Linked DNA regions of Mus musculus: region 2 is linked to region 1. A link is a contact called in public Hi-C data. All regions are on one chromosome and are shown on one strand. The core of a region is the stretch at or near the end of the contact, and the rest is flanking DNA. Distances in the headings are between cores, read along the strand shown. Region 1 overlaps Mir99ahg (Mir99a and Mirlet7c-1 host gene (non-protein coding)). Region 2 has its middle 100 kb from the start of Gm31431.

The links. A called contact is a pair of places that touch in the nucleus more often than the background predicts.
Region 2: a contact with region 1 is called in a Hi-C map of cerebral cortex, with 4 times the contacts expected there. The contact joins two enhancer-like sites. A contact is called at or near these places in 6 of 484 Hi-C or Micro-C datasets (cerebral cortex, embryonic stem cells, nephron progenitors and 1 more).

What each region holds. Positions count from the first base shown.
Region 1 is chr16:77,535,090-77,541,215 of GRCm38.p6, reverse strand. The region is part of intron 4 of Mir99ahg (Mir99a and Mirlet7c-1 host gene (non-protein coding)); the gene reads right to left. Among named protein-coding and RNA genes, the nearest start is that of Mir99a, 61 kb to the left of the region's middle. Within about 2 kb of position 4,710, at least 70 of the 459 cell types and tissues checked have an H3K27ac peak or open chromatin away from gene starts, as enhancers often do. A contact at or near this core is called in cerebral cortex, where this site is marked.
Region 2 is chr16:77,982,751-77,988,536 of GRCm38.p6, reverse strand. No RefSeq gene overlaps it. Among named protein-coding and RNA genes, the nearest start is that of Gm31431, 100 kb to the left of the region's middle. Within about 2 kb of position 1,561, at least 32 of the 459 cell types and tissues checked have an H3K27ac peak or open chromatin away from gene starts, as enhancers often do. A contact at or near this core is called in cerebral cortex, where this site is marked.

The sequences.
Region 1 (6,126 bases), core at 3,461-5,960:
GTTTTCCTTGTGACTGCCTTTATATTAAAACAAAACAAAACAAAACAAAACAAAACAAAACAAAACATAGTTATTTCTCTTCCAGTTAGAGTGTGCTGAAACTTCCTTCCTTTGTCCTGGAATATAAAATCTCTGAGACTAGTGTTCACAAAAGGAGTTCAAGTCTGTTCTAATTTTCCCAAACAAGATTTCATTACAGAACAAATTATATTATGTTTCATACAAATATTGGGTCAGTGAGCTAGGATCTGATCGTTATATTTAATTTTCTTAAATCGTATGCCCTTAATTAGATAATAAATTCAAATTACTATAGAATATTTGGCATTTAGGAATGTGGCAGGGTTGGGGGAGAGCATTCACCTGAGCATATGGGCAGGAGTGAGAGATTGATGTCAACTTTCTTTCTTAGTCATTCTCTACCTTATTTTTTTGACATGACACATCTCTTTGGTCCCAGAGCTCACCAGTTGGCTAGAATAGCTGTTTGCAATGTATTGGGGATCAGCCTGCGTCCTCCCATGCAGTGCTGGATTTACATACCTTTGCTATACAAGGTTGCTATGGCTGTTGCTATCATTATTCTTATCATTTTCGTATCATCATCTTATCTTACATGGATGCTGGAGATCTGAACTCAGGTCCTAAAGCCTTCACAGCAAGTGATTTAAAAGACCCATGAGCCATGAAGATTTTATTACACTCAAAATCAGTGATGCTATTTCAAAATATTTTTTAAAACCTTCTACAAGAAATGTTCATAAAGTAGAAATTCTTTTACCTCGTCATGGCGTCTATAGGAGACTACTGCTTTTCTACTAAAAGGAGTTATTTTTTCTTTTGTGTAAATAAAATTTACCATATCCTACATTGCTTCATTTCTAAGAGATTTTTTTTTTTACTCAAAATTTTCTTAGCTTGCATCTGCTTTAAATAAACTGAGGGGCAAATTCTCTGAGAGCTTTCTTCATCAGAAAATGTCAAGGGACCTGGAAACTAACACTCACTCAATGTTCTTTTTTTTTCTTTTTTCTTTTTTTTTAAACACCAACTTAAGATGTTAAGTTGGTTGTATCTGTAAAATTTAATCTCATCTAGTATAAAACATAAAACCTTGTTAGAGTTCCTTTTGAGTGACCAACACTCCATGCTAATTAATGTTTGGTACTCAATAAATATTTGTCAAAAGTAGCTACGTTGACCATGAACTGATTTAACCAAACTGCGCTTAAACTATCCCTACTTAGGATCAAAATTAATAAGATAGAAGTATTGCATTGTTTGCTACACGCAGTTCAAATTGTCTCAAATTATTAAAATAAAAATAATAAATCTGAAATTGATTGGAATCTAAATCCAAGCTCAATTCCAAATAGGTTATGATCAAGACACAGAAGAAAGTGTACTATGAAAATGAAGAGGATAGAAACTCACAACGCCTTCCCTGGAAAGGGTTTGGCAGCCACAATTGCAGTTTGGAGGCCACATCTCAGGGATTCTATTCAAGGAAGACTTCCCTACTGAAATCCTCTAAGTGGTCTTTACAAAATTCTGGGTTAAAGAGTGTTTCATTTTCTTCTCACTATAAATTCAAAGAAACTATTTACTTTTTCTTGTTGTTGTTCATTTTATTGAATAGGAAAATGAATAAAAGGAGGAAAAGGGGATGTAATGATAATGTGTTTTGAAGTTGCTTCAAGTTCTCATGTTTCCTTCATTTATCTACATGTGTTCACAAAACACACACACACACACTATACTTGTTCAGAAGGTTTCTGGCTAAAACATATACTAATTTGAGATTTTCAGAAACATATCTAAATGAATGTTATTTTAATAAAAAAATACTGAAATTTGCCTGAATAGTATCTGGATAGTAAGAAGAGTAGATTTATGAATATACCTGAACACATTTGAATACTACAGAATACCATTTTATCAATATATGAGTGTCAACAAATACCCATCATGCATTGTTGATTCTGTCTTTCTCATGGGCTGAAACACAGAATCAGAGAGTGGGAGACAGTGTCATGCTCAATTATCACATGTTTAGTATATGTTTACAATCTCTTTATTTTGAGTAAATTATTCTAGGAATCAGTTTGCAATTTTAAATTAATGGAAATATTACATGACACAGGACGATCTCTCGGAATTAAAGTTTAAATAAACGGTATGTAGCTATGGATATGAAAACTCATAGCTAGGTCTTACATTCAAAGAATAGTTATATTTTCATGATACACCTATTATATATTGAATTGTCTACTTCTAGTGTATATATATATATATATATATATATATATATATATATATAATATTCTCAAAGAAAGGAAAGTGAAAACCTTGCCTTGGATCCCCTGTGAAGAGAGTTCAGTGGTTTTTTTAGTTCATATTTTTACTTCAGAAATAAAGAAACTGAGTTTACAACGGTTTGACTGACGTGTTAGCGGCCGACCTATAAATTTATTTATGAATTTAATTTCTAATAAGTGAAGATTCTTTAAATAGTAGTGTTATTTACAGCATCCTTTTCACCACAAACACTGTCCCTAGCTGCCCGGCAAGTGTTTTCCAGAGTCCCCAGGTTTCTCAGATGCTAAGCCTTCTCCTGTGTTGGCTTTGTTCCTATGCCCACTCCTCAAAGGCTTGCTCAGATGCAACTTCTTAATGATGTCTTCTTTGGTCATCTCAGCTGGAAGCGATCTCTACCTCCTCTGATCTGCTACAGCAATTATCACATTCAGCCTTGTAATTCAATATGGCTTAGTGAAAAATCATGTGTGGATGAGCGCTGGGGTTCAGTAGAGAGGGGCTCAGATTTTGGCTTTGCTCCTCATAGGGGAAAAGACGCGGACTTGTCTGTCAGCTTCCATGAGTCAGAGTAAGGGATTAGATGAACAATCTTAATGAAGTTTACCTTTGATCTTCCAGCAATATGGTTACTGATTATAACTGGAAAGATACACTTGGAGTAGATATGTCATTCAATTATCAATTCTGTATGAGAGAGCTTCATTATATTGACTCTTGAGCTACACTTTTCTTAAGTTTGAAAGCCACATACTCGTTTATGTGTTTATATACATAATCATATGCTTCAAACACAGATACCCTTGCGCTGGATTTTGTATTCCAGCCTACCACCACACCATTGTGCTGTGTTCTCCATTCCATAGTGCTGTAACAGTATTGCAAAATAGGGCAGCGCTGAGTGAATGAATGAACACATGGTAAAAAAGCATCAAAAGGATTACTATCCTCATTGAAATTTTTACTGCCAAGTTGACAATGTTAAAAATACAGAGTAACAGCTCAGCGCTGTTTCAATACAATAAGCTATTTTTTTTGTCATGGTTAATCCATTTAAAACTGAAAAGGGGGCTTGTTCTCTAAACAACATAAATTTATATCTTTTCACCAAGAAATATATATTTGACTAATTACTATGCTGTATATGAATATGTAGTAGATAAGATTAAACTTCTAAGATGTTTATAATTGCAACATAAAATATATCTGAACCCTCTGCAAAAATTGTGCAATCAACATGAGGATATGTGATATTCACTATGAAGCACATTGTCTGTCTGTCTGTATATATGTCTGTGTGTCTATAGGTCTGCGTTTTGACTCAGCAGTCATAACCCTGCCATACACAAAGCCATCTAATAACTGGATGATTTGCAAATGTCTTCCACATGGGCTACAGCTATGCGTATGTAGATGCTGCTACACTCAATCCTGTAACTGTAAAGCAATACAATCAACATAAGCAGATTCACGTTTTTATTTTACTTTATTTTATTTTTTATTTCCTAATGTGTTAATGCTCAACGGATCTTTTGTTTTGTGACAAGCACAATGTGAGGACCCTCAAAACCCTCATTTATCATTGCTCTTCCCTCCCTCCCCACTCTTTCTTTTCGGGTGATACTTATTTCTAACGGCTTATGATCTTCACTGGATAAGAAGAAGACATTTGAGGTCGAGAGTGTGGAGGTTCAGGGTGGGAGGGGGGGACGGCTATTTTGAATCTTCTGATGGTGAGGTTTCGCTCACTAAGGAGCTCTCTGTGGGTTTCTGGCATTGTGTTTTGTCTGCTTGCAAGTGAGCCGGTGATCGATGGGGAAAGTGTTCATTGATTTGTAGTGCCTGCGCGCTGCAGCCAACCAGCACTAGAGTGAGGAGGCAGCATCATGAATCTCTCAACTATGCATATTTATATGCAGCTGCTGAACTTCGAAACCTCTCGTGAATACAAAGTACTTGTGTGGCCACCAGTTTGCACAATGCCGTCCTGCTGCATGTTCTGATATAGCTACTGTACGGGAGAATGGATGTGGGAGAGGGGCACGGTGGGATAGAGAAAGGAGAGGTAAGGGCTGGGGGTTGGAGGGAGGGTTGAGCCTTGTACAATTCCTCATTAGAAAGCAACGGAAATGAGGTGTGTGTGGGAACAAGCAGGATACGTTCTAATAAATGCTCTCCTTGCCTGAATCTCGAGTTCCACAATTGATTAATGGAAACAATGAATTTATGAAATTCTTGGGCAAATGGATGTATCTGGAGGATATCATCCTGAGTGAGGTAACCCAATCACAAAAGAAGTCACTTGATATGCATTCACTGAGAAGTGAGGCTCCCTGATAACGATGTGGTTAAAATATGCTGGCATCATTGAAATCATCATAGCAATGAGCTGTGCGCATGAGAAAGTAACCTCCCCTGAGTGAATCGCAGCTTTGCTTCGGGAGAGAGTAGATGCGACAATATAATGGGAGGGAGGGGTGAAGGCAGGAAGATATAAAGAATTGTTAATATTATTGGGAAAAATTAAGTAAAGTGAAATGCAGGAGGATGTTAAGAAAAATATATGAAGGGGCATGCATTTGAGAGTGGGGATAGAATGGGAGGGGCAGGAAAGAGGCAATAAAGCTACAGGGGAGGTTAGGAGACCTGAATATTCAGACAATATGAAGAAGGACTGTAAATAGGAGAAATAAAATAGGGAAAGAAACAGCCAAACAAAAACTATCACGGTGTGTGTGTGTGTGTGTGTGTGTGGGGGGGGGGGGGGCACAAGATATGCCTTTTCCACAGGAGACATTCTTTTGTTGAGAAAGATGCATTTTATATAAAGTACAGAGTAAGTCACAGATTTTTTAAAAAGTGACCAAATTTTAATAAGATTACGGTTTACAAACAGATTAAATCTGTAAACTTGGAGATTTCTATACCCAATAATTAAAGCATATTTTCTTAGTTTTTAAAGGCCTATAGTTAAAGATAAGAAATCTGGGTTGGGGGATATGTTTGCAAAATTGAAAGTCAAATTGAAACATCACTATTTTGAAATTATCTTCATTCAGAAAGTTCTGAAGACCAAACTCAGTTCAATATTGTTAACCCCAATAGTGCTACGGGGCCTCCAAGAAAAGCTCATTTTATTATGAGATTAGGGCTTGTCTCCAGCTGAAGTTTTATCAAAGAAACATAAAAGGAAACCTCAAATTCAATGTCTAGGTAGTTTCACTCCAGTATCAAAACCAAGCTTTATATGTTTCCACATAGAGTTACAGCATTGGTACAGACCAAAGTGCAGCTGCTCTTTTGACCATCCTATCCAATGGCCTTCTTCCAAGTCCTTCCCTCTGAGATTTAAGGAAAGCTGTCAATCCTTAGCTCTCAAAGGCTTAGGAAAATGGATGGAAATTGAATGTTAAAAGGCCAGCACATACTGTGTTGGTATTAGATTCCAATATTACTAAGCATGTCCAGACTTTTAAAAAATATACAAAACCTCTGGTACGCATAAGCACTAGCGCGTGCACACACACACACACACACACACACACACACACACACACACACACACACACACACACATACACACACAAACACACACAAACACACACTACATATACACACAAAAGCTTACTCTATTTTCAATGATGTCAAACTCTCTTCTAGCAATGTTCTCCCCCTAGTGGTGAGTCAGCACAAAAAGTGCCTTCTCAAGTGGAAAACCTAGTTTCCTTCCCAGAATTGGTGCTAAACATAAAACAATGTGAAACTTTACTTTTCTCATTGAAAAAATAATAGGAAAACAATATTCTCAAT
Region 2 (5,786 bases), core at 312-2,811, 450 kb before region 1:
AATGTCTCAAACAAAGTATCGTCCACTAGAGAGTCTGGTTATGATTCAGCCACCATTCCTTTCTTTCTCTTTTTGATAAATAGATTATCTTCCTTGTTTTCCTAAGGGCAAGATCACTGTTACCACTTTCGGGGACTTCTTGAAACTTAGTAATTTTTTTTTCCCTCAATTTCTCATCTTCTCTATATGTAAAAGCTTACTGTGAACTGAAGTTCAGGGTGTTTCACAATGTCTCCCTTCTTCTTTGTCACCTAGAACTATATTCTAGGAGACTTTATTATTACTGATATTTGGGGGAAAAATCTGCTTCTCTTCTGCTTCATCCCTTCCAAGGCTCTTTCTGAAGATGTGAATGCAATTTTACACTTATACAAAGCTTGCAAGAGAGAACGTGAAAGTTTAGCAGCAACAGCAAAGGCCCTGTGAACCGATCTAAGTTCATGAATCATAAAGTTAGATAGATTCTTTTATCTCACTCTCAAAGAAAATAAAGTCCTTATCATGGGAACTTTCTAGTCGCAGACCAGCAGAATGAATCTATTCATCCCTGATGCTGCGTTTTGTTGGTGTGTGGTTAAGTGTGGAGTCTCAGTGTAAAAAAATCCCAGTATACATGTGAATACTTGATAGATAATGACTGCACATTCCAAGGACAGACATAAAGTATGATTCCTTATAAACCTGTCACTCTGGATCATAATTAGTATAATTCCGTTTTGTTTTAGTTGCATGACATCATTTGGTTTTAAAACAAGCAACTTCATCATAAGAAAAAATGTTTAACCGTCAAGTCAGCAGAGCCCAAAGCAAATTTCCCATGTGTTAACATCAAGAAAATCTTGCATAGACAAGCATTATAGCAACTTCTGAAAGGAGGCTAGGATAACAGAGGCCAACTTCACTTTGATACAATCGGCACAAACGCCAGAAGCACTTGATACAAACATTGCAGCTAAAAGGAGACACTACAGTAAGATGTTTGCATTTCACTAAAGTCTTTAGCATGCTGGACCAGGTGGGACTATACAACATACATGTAGTATCCAAAAGGAGGTTAGGAACTGTAGGATCTCGATTTTTTTTTTTTTTTTTGGATTACTTTTCGATGTTTTTCATTTTTGAACAAGAAAGAGACAATGCGTTTCCGGGGAACTCCTCACACTCTGGGATGGCATTTAGTGTGGATCCTTAAGCATGCCGTCCCTCTCCCTGGACAAAGAAGCGTCTCTTTTAAAAGTGAAGGGCTGGCTTTTGCATCCAGACCGTCATATATTTTTCTCTGAGTACTGGTTTTGGGAATGGCTGTGTTCTTTCGGTTTCTCCCACACTTGGGGAATTTATCCTTAGGCAACTTCAGATGGATCCATGCTGGGCTTTTGACGATTGAGCTCTAGCTCAGAAAAGGAGGTTGAAAAAGAAAAAAAGAAAGAAAAAAAACCGATCTTTTTCATCACCCAATGAAAGTGCAAAGAGATATTTTTTGAAGAACAGGGTGTAATTAGCCTAAATGGAATTGGGCCAAATCTGCAGCATTAACAGGCTAAATGTGTCTCTAGCTCTTAGAGCATTCCAAAGATAGGCTCATTCTTGACTGTTATGGATAAAGACTGAAGCATCTACAGAAGTCTAAAATAAGAAAATGGGAAGCATGGAAAAAGAAAAAAAAAAAAACCAAAACAGCCTAGTCCTCGCACAAATCAAAGATGGTTACTAAAGCTTGCTATCCTTTCCCCAATCGAAAAAAAAAATCCACATGACTAACTTTTCTAAGAAGAGACTGCAATGCCCACCGGGAATGGGACAGATAATAAATGTAGCTGGCACTCTTGCCCAAGAGGAACTATTGTTCCATGTAAGGAATGAAAGCCAAACCCTTTCAAGAGTTAAAGAAAACCTAATTTAAGGACACATCTAAATTAGTTGCATAAAAGCAACTGAAATAAGAAAGGGGTTTAAAAATATCCGATGTGAATACTCAACGTGTCAGCTGACCCAATACAGTGCAAAACAACCCCCGTCCCCACCACTTCTCAAAGAAAGAAAGAAAAATCATGAAAGAGAAGAAGGAAAGGAAAGGAAGCCAGCACCACGCTTGCTCTGCTGAGCTCATCCTGACTTTTTGAGATACGTTTTTAAGTTCAACATGAAATTTTATGATTCTTCGAAGCTGAAATGATTTCTTTTTCTAGCTATTATTTCTGTTCCCAACTGCAGGCTATAACAGGTAGGATAAATGTGGTAAATGTACCTAAGAGTCTGGACCTGGACTGCTTTTGTTTTTTTGTTTTTTTTTTTTTTTGTTGTTTTTTGTTTGTTTGTTTGTTTTCAGTAGGAAGTCTCAAATAGTGCTGAATGAAAACATAACATCTGGAAGTTACTAAGATGACTGGAGGGGTGTTGTACAGATTTTTAAGAAAGCCTTTCTGTCCAGCAGTTTTGTTATACTAACCAAATGAAACATGACTAGGCCTAAATTATTATTATTTAGGACTGTTACGTCATTTAGGTGAGAAGACAATCTAAGTTTTGGAGATAAACTTCTATTGAATATGATCTTGGACTTCAGAGCTTTGATTTTGAGCACTGGACTCTCAGATTTTGCCCCATCATGATAGCCGATGCCTCAGTCTGTTCGTTTTACTCTTATCTAAAGCACTTATATTTGAACTGGAAAGATCTTCATGGTGACATGTTGCAAGGGTGGTCCCCATTTTGGCATGGCCCAGAAGAGAGACAACTCTAGACTGCGTGTGGAAACAATTGGAACTAGATCCCCAGTTTGAATGCCATTGGAAAAAATCACACAATGCTTTGAAAAAAATAGTGATAATGTTTCATTTGTTTTATGTCATAGATTTATAGAAACAAATTGAAGAATGAATGTGAGGATATGGTAAATATATATGTATATATATAAATATAAATATATATATATATATACACACACACACACACATACACACACACACAAATACACACACACAAATACACACACACATACACACACACACACAAATACACACACACAAATACACACACATATACACACACACACATACACACATACACACACACATACACACAAATACACACACACACAAATACACACACACATACACACACATACACACACACATACACACATACACACACACACACATACACACAAATACACACACACACACAAATACACACACACACACACACACACACACACACACACACGATAAAATGGAGGACAATGCTTTCCCTGCTGGGGGACCTTTTCCCAACACACTTGCTTTGTATTACGAACAAACCTTCAGACCTTCATTTCTGCGTCTGAGTTGTACTGAGACTTTATCCGAAGTTTATTGTAGAAGAATTAAAGAGCTATTTGCTTGCGTGATTACACTTTCCACAGTTATTTCTAGTATCAACGTCTGGTGTTAATTTAGAGAGTTTTAGTCTGATGTGTTAGATGTTTAAGTCTCCAACATGGCCCTCATCTCACTTTGTCAAAATGTATAAGAATTGAGGGGTGAACGGGTGCACTGAGTGTCACGTGATTTTAAGTGACTGTGAACATTTAGCATTGCCATTTGACATCATAACCTCTGTGGTTTGAATCTCTTTTCTGAGGATCTCAATGAGACCTCATTGACACTGTAGGAGTCTCATGATGGATGCCGTTGGGAGGTTTTTAGGTTCTGAAGGTACAGCTTTCTAGGATGGATGAAGGCTGTTATGTCAGGACCATATTTGTGATCTAGTAAGTGGGTGACTTAGAATAGAATGAGTTGAGGCACGTTCTTCCTCTTGTGAATTCTATGGCTCTGTGAAGTAGCTCCCTCTTGTTATATTATGACTCACCTAGAAGTCTTTCATCAGATGAAGCACTTTGGCTTTTCATCCTTATACTTCAAAATCCTAAGCCATCAGAATATAGATTAAAACAATCACCTTTGAAAAAATGATGAAATATATATATTTATAATTACATATATATAAATATATATTTATAATTTTTACATATATATATATAATATATATATTTATAATTTTTATATATATATAAAAATTTGGGAGGCAACACGAGAGGACAGAACATATGTGGAATGTGGTGGCAGACTCTTCAAAAAATGGATGGTGATATGGGACTATGGAATTGAATGTTGGTTAAGAATTATAAGGTGACATCATGATATAATTCTGATGAGTTCAATCTCTGAGATGCCCTTTTCATTGAATAAAAGTGGTTGTGTCTCACATTTGTACCTCAAACTTAAAATGCATGTGAATCGCCCATTCAGAATGCACCCACTCTGGGTTGGTGGCTGGCTTGAGAAATTACTCAGCCTTTTTGAGCAAGCACCCATGCAATGGCAAAGCTGTCCAGACAGCAATGTGAGTGATGGAATATACAGCATCATACAGACAGCCACCCATGCACTGTTGTTTGGTTTATGCTATTTTGATCACGATGGTGCAAAATTACTACACATACCATATATATCATACCTAGGATCTCGAAATTTACATTTTTGGGGTGGATAACAGTTCCCATGATGTTGGCGGTGACAGTTAGCCAAAGAACACAGTAAGCTGTTTGATCATGATACTCAAGGGTGTTGGGTGGCTGTGCTATAACGTTGTCATGTTAGGTCTTTAAAATGTGCTTTATATTTATACTGTTTTCATATTTTGATTAAATGGAAGTAGTGCTTATATATCTAGTTGTAGGTTAGGGCTTAGCTGTCCTTGTTTTTCCCAGCACAAATGACACTCCAGGAATAATTATATCAGAGAAGTGGCTATGAAGGTTGTAGCTGAAAAAGGTTTCCAGTTCTGGAAACTTCCCTGAAGTGAAATTGATGCATATCCCAGTTACATTTTAAACACAAAATGTAGAATTTTTCTATATTTGTACAGTCTTGGATCTATGGCCACCAACAAAACCCCATGGACATTTCTCGTAGTCCCAGTAGCCTGAGTCTCCTCTGCAATCTGATCATCTGCCCACTTTTCTCTATCTTTTGAATTTCTTTTCTGTCATTTTAATTTAATTTTGCTTTTCTAGAAGTTTACATAAGCATATCAGTACAATAAATTCATGGTTATTTCATTTTAAATAATTTTTTCAAGATGGACCCATTTGCCTACGTTTTGGAAATGGAATTATAATCTTGTTTTGAGTGCATCCCTCTTAACTACTAACTCACATTATATTGAATGGACAGAACCATGTCTAGCTATCCATTCATCTACATCTAATGATGTTTGCATCATTTCTAGTTTTTATCTACTTCACATCAAACTTTATAAGCATCGATGAGTATGCCCTTTTGTGGATAAAATTGTATTTTTCCTAAGTAAGTATAGAGTGCTTGAGTTACATAGTAGTGTATGTATGTTTAGCCTTTAAATAAATGACCTAATTATCAGGTTTGCCAAGGTGATTCAACTCAACTCAACTGTGTTGTGGATAGCTCTGGGGCTATTTGATGTAAATTTCGTTCTTCTGTGAGGGGTTGTGAACAAAGAGTGAGTAAGCACTCAGGTGATTTCCTGTAAACCTGCTTCCCACCTTAATTTGTAAAATAAAGAAGAGCTGATGACGGGACAGATAAAAGGGAAGGTGGAGGGGGAGAAGAAGGAGAAAATGGAAGAGAAAGAAGATGCAGAAGAGGGAGAAGAAGAAGAAGAAGAAGAAGAAGAAGAAGAAGAAGAAGAAGAAGAAGAAGAAGAAGAAGAAGAAGAAGAAGAAGAGGAGCAGAGCAGAAGCACATGGCTTGGAGAAACCTCAA